Linked DNA regions of Xenopus tropicalis: region 1 is linked to region 2. A link is a contact called in public Hi-C data. All regions are on one chromosome and are shown on one strand. Each heading gives the region's core, a stretch centred on a gene start, on an enhancer-like site or on the middle of the called end of the contact. The rest is flanking DNA. Distances are from core to core; before and after follow the strand shown.

Region 1 (5,576 bases), core at 2,875-5,374, 36 kb before region 2:
AGATGAGCACATGGACTCTGCACTGTAAGACTGAGATCCAGCCAGGGATTCTTGTCTCCTTTGGATTGAAAGCTATTTGTTTACCCTCTAGAGCTTTAAACCATATAGGGACCACCATACAGCACAGGGAGACAATTCATCCACCTCTTTTAGCCCACTATAGTGAATGAGATGAAGCAGCTGTCCACCTATTGCTAGGGTAGTAATCCCTGTAGCATATTTAGGCCCTATAGTGAGTACCTAGCATGTACACTCAAGTCAAGATTGCAGATTAAAGGACATGTTAACCCCACACACACAAATGTAATCAGTGAACAGCCTCTTTGAAATCTTTCAATACCTGCCACACTGATTGTCCAGAGGTTAATAGTAAGGCTGCAACATCTCCTTAATCACTTAGATTTCCTTCTCCTCCTTTAACCCACTCGGTCCCTCCCTCAGGAATTTGCTTTGGCTGTTGGCTTGTGGGCATGCTCAGTTGTTCTAAACTCAGATTACTAAACACACACCCCCAGTCTAACAGCCAGTGAAGAGATGGCATTGCTGGTTCCCATAGAAACTCAGCTCTAGCTGTCTGCTTCAATTTTTTTCTCCTGAGCTCAGCTTTACCATTACAGTGCTCAAACAAAGCAGAACTTTGCCTGTGTGAGCCGGTATTCTTGATGAAATGTATGCTGAATAAGGGTCTGTGTGTGTGTGTGTGTGTATGCTGTTTGCAGATTTAAATGTATCGGATTATGTATCAGAGGAAAAATGGCCACCGGGTAAAAGCTGCTATTTGCTTTAGAAAAATGTGATGGTGCCGGCAAACGGAAGGGATATATGCAGTACAAATAATGCCATTTTGGTGGGGGAGATGTGCCCAACTGATATACAGTGTAGGCAAATGTAGGCTTTACGTGTCCTTTAAAGGAAGCCTTCTCTACCACATTTCAATCTTAATTTGGATTAAAGATGCTTTTTTTGTTCTCAGTAAATTGCTATAAAGATAAATGCATTGCGATTACTTATGTTACTTGTAGATAATATATTTTAGTGCATATGTATTGTGTGTTTTATTGTCTATTGAAATGGGTATAGTAATAACTGCTACTGCAGTGCTGCCACTTTCTGTTTAGCAGCCCTTGGAGCTACTTCAAATATCCAATGGCACAAATCTCCCACTTAGTGGAGGCTTGGGATCAACTGTTACTACTCCAGTGTGGCTCTAGAAACAAGTGCCAATGAAGGGTTACATTTGCATGGCTTTCAGTTCCAACCTCATAAAACAGTAAGAGAATAGCTATATTTAATTCTAAGGTCATGGCACTAAGCGATGATCAGATACCTCTTGCCTAGTGAGTGTTATAGTTAATCATTACACACTTGGTCTGCAGATGTCAACACATATGTTCTGAGTATCATCTTTGTGTCTTTGTACTCACTGCCTATAAACTTTAACCCACAGGTAGAGCCACACTGACTGGGTCATATAAAAGCTTAAATAAAATGCCCTGGTCATTCCTTTGAGTCACTCTCAGACACTAACATTTTAGGAGATCTAAATTCCTTAAAACAAATTTGGCTAGAAATGCTGTATTTTATATGCTGAACTCACTGCACCTGCCTAAAGATTCTGTATTTCTATAACAGTAATGATATAGCCTTCATAGTAGTTACAAGAGCTCACAATACTGGATTGTGTTAGAAGTGTCACTCCCATTTACATGCTCAGTGTGCTGTGGGCTACTTTTGAATATATAAGCTTGGGGGTTGTTGAAAATCATCAAGCAGAAAATGAGGTTCGCCCGTGATAAAAGCTGATACTATGGGGTAAGTAATTCAATTCGGAAGCTAACTACATTGTTTTTAGAGCTGCTATGTAGTGAGAATCTGAATTATTAATCAGTCTTTTATTGCGACATTTATATTCTATATAAAATGTTTATTGTGAGTTGGTCCCCAAGGTTAGGTAACGGACAGCAGCCCAGCTATGAAATCAGCAAAAAAAAAAAAAAAAAAGATGGGGGCTACTAAGGACATCTTCTGAGGAATAGATCTTTACTGCTAAAGGGCTGTGTTTGCCTTGGTCTGATACAGAACCCCAAAACCTAAATATGCAACATTTCTACCCTACGTCTTTGTTAAACTTTTCCTTTTTTTGGTCCTTTTTTTTTTCCAAAGAAACCTTTAGTGATTGTGGCTATTTTATGTTAACATTACAGACAGTAGAAACCAAGAGGTGGGAGCCTTTTTAATAGTCTTTTATTAACCTTCCACTGATTTGCAGGCATGATTTAGCCTCATTTCAATCAGCCTCACTCAGTTGCTTAGAGAAACCCATTGTTGTTGAGGGACAGAGATTAAGGTAATTCAGGACCAGAGACCTTGCACAACAGTTTTTATCACTGGACAAGTGGAAAGATGTCACGTAACCTAAGCATCGTTGAAAATCTGTGGGTAGATGGCCCTACTGTTCGCTATTGTTATTTACAAAATAATCAACTGAATGTGTTATCTGGCAAGGGGTGCCCATACTTTTGCTTTCATCTGTATTGTGCAGTATATTGTCTATTAAACTGGTTAAAATAAACACTGCTCTTGCAGTCCCCAGCAAGTTCCATGCCTATCAGTTCCTAGTTTGTAGCATTGGATGGAGTTAAATTATACATGGCCCTGGAAACAAGTGCCAAGAAAAAGAGTTATACAAGCATTACTTGACATCCCCGCCCTATTATACAACAGTAAGAGAATAGCTATTTGTCATTTTGAGGTCATGACATTAAGTTATAATCAGACACCTCTCACATAGTGAGTATTATAATTAATAACTAACCACTTGGTCTGAAGATGTTTGCATATATGTTTTGAGAATCATCTCTATGACTTTGTACTGGCTGTAAACTTTCACCGGAAGGGTTAAGTAAGATAAGGCCTAAATGTATCCCTAGGGATTCAGTGTCAGAACATTCCTGTCCAAATTCTGTTAAATCACTCTCCTCTCTCCACTCGCTCTTAAATCAATCTCCTCAGACATCAGAATTAAGAGGGTCATGCAAAAGTGGACTTGTCTGTTATCCAGTCAATCATCTGGTCAGATATAGTCTAATTTCATAATTTACATGGATGATAAACATCATCAATGCATATTTAGTCAGATGACAGTCAAGCAAATCTTAGCAGATGAAAGGTAGCTGTGAACTCTCTGACTTCCACATTTGCGGATACCATGTTGACATACATTTCATTTTCAGTCAGGGCAAACACTGCAATTTAGTTCATATCTAGAGTCCGCTTAGCGACTCTAGATGTAAAATGACATGATTCCTTTAAAATATGTTTCTTACATTTTAGTATAATTGTAGAAGGAAATTTCGCTGCATTTAAAGTATTTTTGATCCAACAGCATTGGACTCATTTTTGGATCTGGCTCCATACAGTATTTTAAGAAACCTGTAATCTATACTTGATAACTACCTTAGAAATTGCAGTCAACTACCTGGATTTAGCAAAGATGATACAAGGCCTGCTCACTAGGCAACATGCTCAGATGCAGTTTAACAAAACCAGAAGGACCACAAGGTAAACCTCCCCACTATACAACATTCTGCAAAAGTAACAATAAAGCACAATAACCAGTAATGAACATTATATTGTTAACTTTAAATTTAAAACTTTGTCTTCAAAAATGACTGACATCTGTAATTGTCTGTGATGCTAACTAAACCCCACTACAGGAATAATTTTACTCAGTGTTCCCTGTCAGGGTATGTACTCAACAAGCAATGACAATATTCATAGACACCAATGCAAATTACCTATTATCAGAAAGACCTTTACTACAAACCCAAAATTTTAGTTGACAAAACAGTATTTTTTTTAAGGAAGGAATGTTTAAAAAAATATAATTAATTTCGCAGAATAGGCTCTTATATTCCATAATTAACAATTATAGAAGATTACTCCTTTTAACATCTAAAAAAAAGCATTTAAAAATGTACCTTTACTAAAACTGCTGTGCTAAATAACACCTCATATGACTTTATTTCAACATATAGGCGGAAACCAAAAATAAATATGGAGAAGTCAAGTCAGTGAAATTTGCAATAACATGACACAGTAAATCTCAGCATGACACAGCTATTAAATACCACTAAGCACTGGATTGTGCAGTTGCAGGGTAGATGAGGACTACCAACTGTACCAATTTTTAATATACATTCAAAAACCAAAAAAAAGAAATACTAATTTCAGCAAATAATGTAGTCTGCAAGATATAATTTTCCCAATCAGCAATTACAGTAATATATTTGTATAGGTTTATGAAATGTCTACTTTTCCACATAGGAAGACCACTAGTTATAGATAGTCAAATACAGCAATTAGCTGTAATAATGAGTCTGCTTCCAAACTTAACTGGTATGCAAGTGGGTTATTGACAGATTTAAGTATTTTAGAAATACAATTTACTTTTCATTCATTCTATCAACTCTTGCTCATCATTCCATATTGCATATATAAAGCACTTTTGTATTTGTGTGTAGTTTTATAGTATTTGTTTGTATTTTATAAATAGCAGTATACACGTGCATTTTTTGTTTTTCTTATAGTCTGAGTCTTGGCATGAATAAAAAAGGGAGGAGTGCATCCTTCCAGTTCAGCATGGGTTTCCTTAACCGGAAAGACCAGCTGTTACTTTGCTGCTGGGTGTATTAATTTCAAAGAACATCATCATAAATATAAAGAGATCTTAATGCATCTTAAAGAATTGGTGGTACTTTAAATATTCAATGTATGAATACAGGGTTTTAGCTTTGTGACAAAATTATGTTTTGGTTTTTTTTTTGTGCTGAAAAAAAAAGCAGTATACAGATAGTCAGGTCTTATGCATAATTATAGATTATTGATTTGGGGATTGTTACAAGTATGGCTCTGAGGGCTGCTAAACACTGGAATTGGTTTTTCATACACTTGATGCACCAGATAGAAATGGTGCACTGGCACCACTGGCAGGTTACACCATGCCAAATAATACAGCAATCACCTCTATAGATGTTTGTGTTTGTAGAACAAAATATGCCATGAATGTATTTCATATTGTTCCTAATAGATATACCAAACAGAACTTTGACATTATAACTCACAGCATTCCCTGACACCTGTAATCAATATTTATGCTTAAAGGGTAATTGTTATGTACTAAAACCAGATCCAAGGGTTGTCTGAATAGTGTTTATTATGGCTCATTTACAAGCTGAGCGACCCTTCTGGTGTTGTGTACAAACACAATCCTTTATAACCAAATGAAAGTAACAAGCAAACAGTATGGTTTTTATGTAGGTTTATGAAAGGTCTACTCTACCAAATAGGACTACATACATTAGACCACTGGTTTCCTCTATCAAATACATTAATGGGGTGTCTAGGTTGTTCAGTGACAGATATAATTCACAAATACATGTATGTATATCGACAGATACTATTTACTTTTGATTTGACTTATCAGTTCTTGCATATATAAAGCACTATATGTTCTTAACTTTATAAACAGCAGTATACACATGTGCATACATAATACATTTACTCCATCACATTGT
Region 2 (5,132 bases), core at 958-3,457:
GTCAGTCTTTTTGATTATAATAATTAATAACCAGATCTCAAATAACAGGCAAGTTGTTTTGACACGTTATTGAAGGGGACAAGTGGGAGTCTTGCCTTCACTTTGAAGGCATCTCTCTGTCTTTCTTTTCATGCCTAATACTTGTAGAGATGATACCAGGTTGGGGATTGTATATACTAACTTTGGAGAAGCTTGGGAAGCTTTATGTTCCCTTGTAAAAAAATTTCTATAAATGTCAGTTGCAAAATGACTTCATTGGCTAAACAGATAGGGTGCTCAGTGAAGTAGCTACCAGCAGGCTGTCACTGAGCTGCCAAAATCTCTCTTTACATCATACATGTCAAACACAAGGCCCGAGGGCCAAATCCGGCCCACCTGGCTGTTTAATGTGGCCCTTGGTGAGTGTGTCTGACCATCCAGTCTGATCAGTTTCCATTTTACTCACATAGTAACTAAGACTAAGGGGTATATTTATCATGCTGTGTAAAAAGTGGAGTGAAGCATTACCAGTAATGTAGCAGTAGCAAAGCATCTATTGGCTGCTATGAGCAACATCACCGTTAATGTCTTACTCCACTTTTTACACATTGTGATAAATATACCCCTTAGTATCTTACTAAGTATATTAATAACAAATTTGGCCCGCGACTTAGCATGTGTTTTAGATTTCGGCCCCCTTATGTGACTGAGTTTGACACCCCTGCTCTACATGATGCTTTCATGTGATACACAGGCTGCATCAGCTGCAGGGATAATTGCTTTTCTGGACAGGGGCCCTGCTTCCAATAAAAAGTGGAAGAGGCTGATTAACTCTGCAAACACATGTTTAACAGCACATTCTAAAATCTGTATTTTTTCCTTTGATGTAATATGTATATGTGTATATATATATATATATATATATATATAATATATCCTCATATGCCTATTCGGGTCTGAAGGAACTGCCTGAAATCTGTCCAAGTATGGCCAATCATGGGCACATTTTCCATGTAAAGTGCACACTCTGATGGCTATTATTCTATTGACACAAATTTGTATTTTTTTTTCTACTATGGGTCACCTCCTATAGTTGATTTTAAGCAAGATAATATTTTTTTAATGAGTTCTCTTTTCTCTGTAATAATAAAACAGTACCTTGTACTTGATAGTAACTAAGCTTTAGAAATATACATTGGCGGCAAAACAATAATTGTAAGTTTATTTTATGTTTACATATTTTTCAGTAGATATAAAGTATGGTAATCAGAATTACAGATAAAACATTATCCAATAAACCCCAGGTCCCAAGCATTCCAGATAACAGATCCCATATCTCTTCTACAAGCAGAAAACAATGAGATGACTGATGCAGGTCTGGTAGGGATAATTCTCACCAGAGAATCTTTTTGCATCCAGGTTGCAAATTTTGAAAAGGTAAAGAGCACAAATTTAAGATCAAGTCAGCTTTTTCCCCTTTTGCTGTTGGTAATATATAGGGTATGATGGGTGTAGCAGTAATACTATGGAAGTTTTATACCTCCTCAGGCTTAGTTTCCTAATGCCTTGCATCATTTTGAACAATGCTATTCAGGAATTTATAATTTAGTAGATCCCAGGGTCCCACCTTTTAAACATAGCAAATACAAATGATGTATGTTTGTGGGTCCTAATCTAACCTAATCTTAAAGAGTGTTGTTTTATAGTCTCATATTCCAAAAATTATGTTATTATCAGTATTGGGGCTGATTTATCACTCACTTATCATCTATATTTTTTCAAACCAGTCAGAGCGATCATTTACAATTTAGTAAAAAAAAAATATATGAAGATATGTTAATAAATGTATATTTCTGGGGAGTTAAATGTATCTGTACCTTAACCACAGCAGAAACACACACCTTGCTTTTTATCTCTATATGCGTGGTAGTAACAGGATCAAATATTGGCCTTTAGCTCCCTCATGCAGACAGCAGAAGTATTGCACAAGGATTGGAGCTGATTTATCACTCAATTTTTATCTATACTTTTTTTTTAAATGAGTCAGAGCGATCATTTACAATTTAGTAAAAAAATATATAAAGATATAGGTTAATAAATTTAAATTACTGGGAAGTTAAATATATCTGCACTTAACCACAGCAGAAACACACACCTTGCTTTTTATCTCTATATGCGTGGTTGTAACAGGATCAAATATTGGCCTTTAGCTCCCTCGTGCAGACAGGAGAAGTATTGCACAAGGATAAACTGGAGCAGTTCTGCATGCAATGAAAACTATATTAGTGAGAGATTCAGGGGTGACTGCATCAGGCGGCGGAAGCGCCATTGCCCACCTTACTGTTTATACTCGTGCAGAGTGCCCAGGCACCTGAAGTAACATGATTGTCAGTGACTGTGTGCCCACTTAGTAATTAATGGAGTCTCCCTGGGCACTGCTAGAGGCAAATTTATTAACAATGGAGATAAACATAACCAGGGATGTTGCCCATAGCAACTAATCAGCAATTAGACTTCCTACCTACCTTACAAGTTAGAAAACAAAAGCAAAGATTTAATTGGATGCTATAAGCAATATGACTGGTGATGTTTGTCTACAATGTTAATACATTTTTATCCATTTATCCATTCAGGACTGTCACAGGCGTATTCATAGCCTGCTTATAACATCACTGAGTAAGAAGCTTTATTGTTGTTGTAGTAGCAATTTAACTCCACCTGTGCATGTGTGTTTTTATAAATATATACAGTATATTTGAAAAACATGAAAAATATTTGAAAAAATAAAGTATATTTTTCAATAATAATTGGCCAGTGCATAGTAACAGCATTTTTATCATAAGGCAGGTGTGAATGTCAGAGCTATAGTTTTGAATAGTGGCATACTTATATAAGGTACTGTATATGGGGGTACATTAGGAAACTGGTACATTTGAAGTGGTTTAGACAAATAATTTGGTTATTTTAACTTTACTTTACACAGTAGTTTCACCTAAAGTTGTGGTTTTTATAAAGCGTCTTTGTAAATATTATGCTATTCAGAGGTTGACAGCTCTGCATGTGCCTAGGGACAATGGTGGTAGGGCGCTAGGCATGTGCCTCTTCTGGTCTGCCTGTCATTTTGTGGCAGGCAGACCAGAGTATGAGGGATAAATGGGGAAAACTGAGGAGGGGTGGGATGTCAAATGGGCTCCCACCTTGGGCACAAACAGTTTGGGCCAGCACTGACTGACATACGGCATATTTAACATGAGGAAAGCAAATTCATTTAGTTTGCAACTGATTTGCATATGTAAATAGATGAGAGAGGTATAGCATGTTATACTTGAAATTTCAATAATCGATTTGCATATGTAAAAAAAAACATGAGAAGGTATAGCATAGTATGGTAGAAGCAGTTAAAACTTCCAGACGCAAATTCGATTTTAGATTTTGGACACAGGGTGTAATCTGCACAAATCAAATGAAGCTTCTCTTGTTGCCACACAAACAAAACCCTGCAACAGCATCCATGATTCTGTATCTGTTTCTATTTTTTTTTAAAAAAATCAGCAGAACCTCACCTCAGGCCTAAATAAGAAATGTTAGTTTTGGCTGAATCTGCAGCCATTTTTATGTAACTTTGTGGCGCTGAACTAATTATTTTAGCTCATATTAAACTGAACTTTTTTGAGCCCCAGTTTTGGGACAATTGTGCTCAAATTAGGAGTCGGTCAAATAAAGCATTTAGGGTTTTTTTCTCAAGGATTTTGTTTGGTTTACTGGATATTATACACTGATCTGAATCTTTTTTTCCCATCTTTCATCTGTAATGTTATGAGAAAAACTGCAAGACTAAAGGATTGGTTTAATCTGAAAACATTTAATGGAAATCACATCCTGAGCCTGAAAATTGGCATCAGACAGCCCACTTAAGAGCGTATTTATTATGCTGTGTAAAACTAATTCGCTGAAAAAACGGAGTAAAAAGCTGTGTAAAATAAATGGAAAAGATCGACATCTGAACACCGGATATTACGCTGTTATTTTCCATAAGTTCCGGTGGAAGAAAAAACGCGTAAAACAATTACGCCGATTTTACGCTGTTTTTACACCATTTTTACGCCATTTTTACACAGCGAAGCCTGGCGAATGGGAATTTTCTCTCCGTTTTTTACACAGCATAATAAATATGCCCCTTAGTGTAAAAGGATTCTCCACTGACACATCAAGCTCCCTGCTAGATTTGTTGCCTAGCCCATCAAACATAATTTTTATATCACCATACCTAAACTGTACATATTCACCTGTTGGTTGACTGATGATGCACTGGTAAGACTATTAAATAATCTTCGTTTATCATTAGTTAACTATGGGATGCCTACATTGTAGCACTAAGTTGCTGCAAACAAGAGATTTGTAAGACAGGTTTGCGTCCTCTTTAATACATCAACTCCAACTCTGTCATTTTAATAGCAGAATATGATCATGACATGTTCCATCCCTTGTGCCTCTGTTTGATTGCCTATTAATAATGGCACAGTACAAGGTTCACTCACGACAGAGCTGCCTGACATGTAATGGGGCAGATATTTTGCAGATGGCATATTTTGCATATCACATATTCATTCAATGCTTAGATTGTAAGCTCTAATGAGAAGGGCCTTCAGTCTCCTATCACGGTAAGGAATTGTACATATCTTAGTTGGGATCAAGTAACAGGTAGTGTTTTGTTATTACTGCGAAAAAAGAAAATAATTTTTACAGTGGCATAACTATATTAACAGCAGACACAGCGGTTGCGAGGAGGGCCTGGGCCACAGAGTCTGCCTTACCTTGGGGGGAAAGTAAGGCAAGAGGGACAGGGGGGACTGGCGTGACCAGTTTTACAAATTTGAATTATTTGATTAAAATGGCAATCATTGCTAAACACGGCCATAAGCGATGGAAGCTGATCTGATTGTGGCTTCCAAGGCACATACTTCTGGTTAGCAATCTGTGCCAGAGAGCCAGATAGCAGAGGTGACACATCCAGATACACGGTTACAGTTTGGCAGCACTGCAGTTGTAGTGTGGGCAAGTGGTCCTGAGGAAGGGAACTGACACTTACAGGAGGAGTGTGGGTATGGTTTTCCCTTAAAACTGCTCAGTGCTGCTCTGTACTAATCTTACCA

Evidence for each region. Hi-C and Micro-C count contacts between places; a contact is called where the count stands out from the background.
Region 1: a contact with region 2 is called in a Hi-C map of liver, with 2.2 times the contacts expected there. The contact joins two enhancer-like sites. A contact is called at or near these places in 3 of 5 Hi-C or Micro-C datasets (brain, liver and neurula embryo).

The regions. Positions count from the first base shown.
Region 1 is chr1:79,213,754-79,219,329 of UCB_Xtro_10.0, reverse strand. The region is part of intron 2 of abcg2 (ATP binding cassette subfamily G member 2 (Junior blood group)); the gene reads right to left. Among named protein-coding and RNA genes, the nearest start is that of abcg2, 8.3 kb to the right of the region's middle. Within about 2 kb of position 4,124, at least 3 of the 11 cell types and tissues checked have an H3K27ac peak or open chromatin away from gene starts, as enhancers often do. A contact at or near this core is called in liver, where this site is marked.
Region 2 is chr1:79,176,461-79,181,592 of UCB_Xtro_10.0, reverse strand. All of the region lies in intron 3 of LOC116411451 (a long non-coding RNA gene), which reads left to right. It also overlaps a transcript of abcg2 not described here. Among named protein-coding and RNA genes, the nearest start is that of abcg2, 29 kb to the left of the region's middle. Within about 2 kb of position 2,207, at least 5 of the 11 cell types and tissues checked have an H3K27ac peak or open chromatin away from gene starts, as enhancers often do. A contact at or near this core is called in liver, where this site is marked.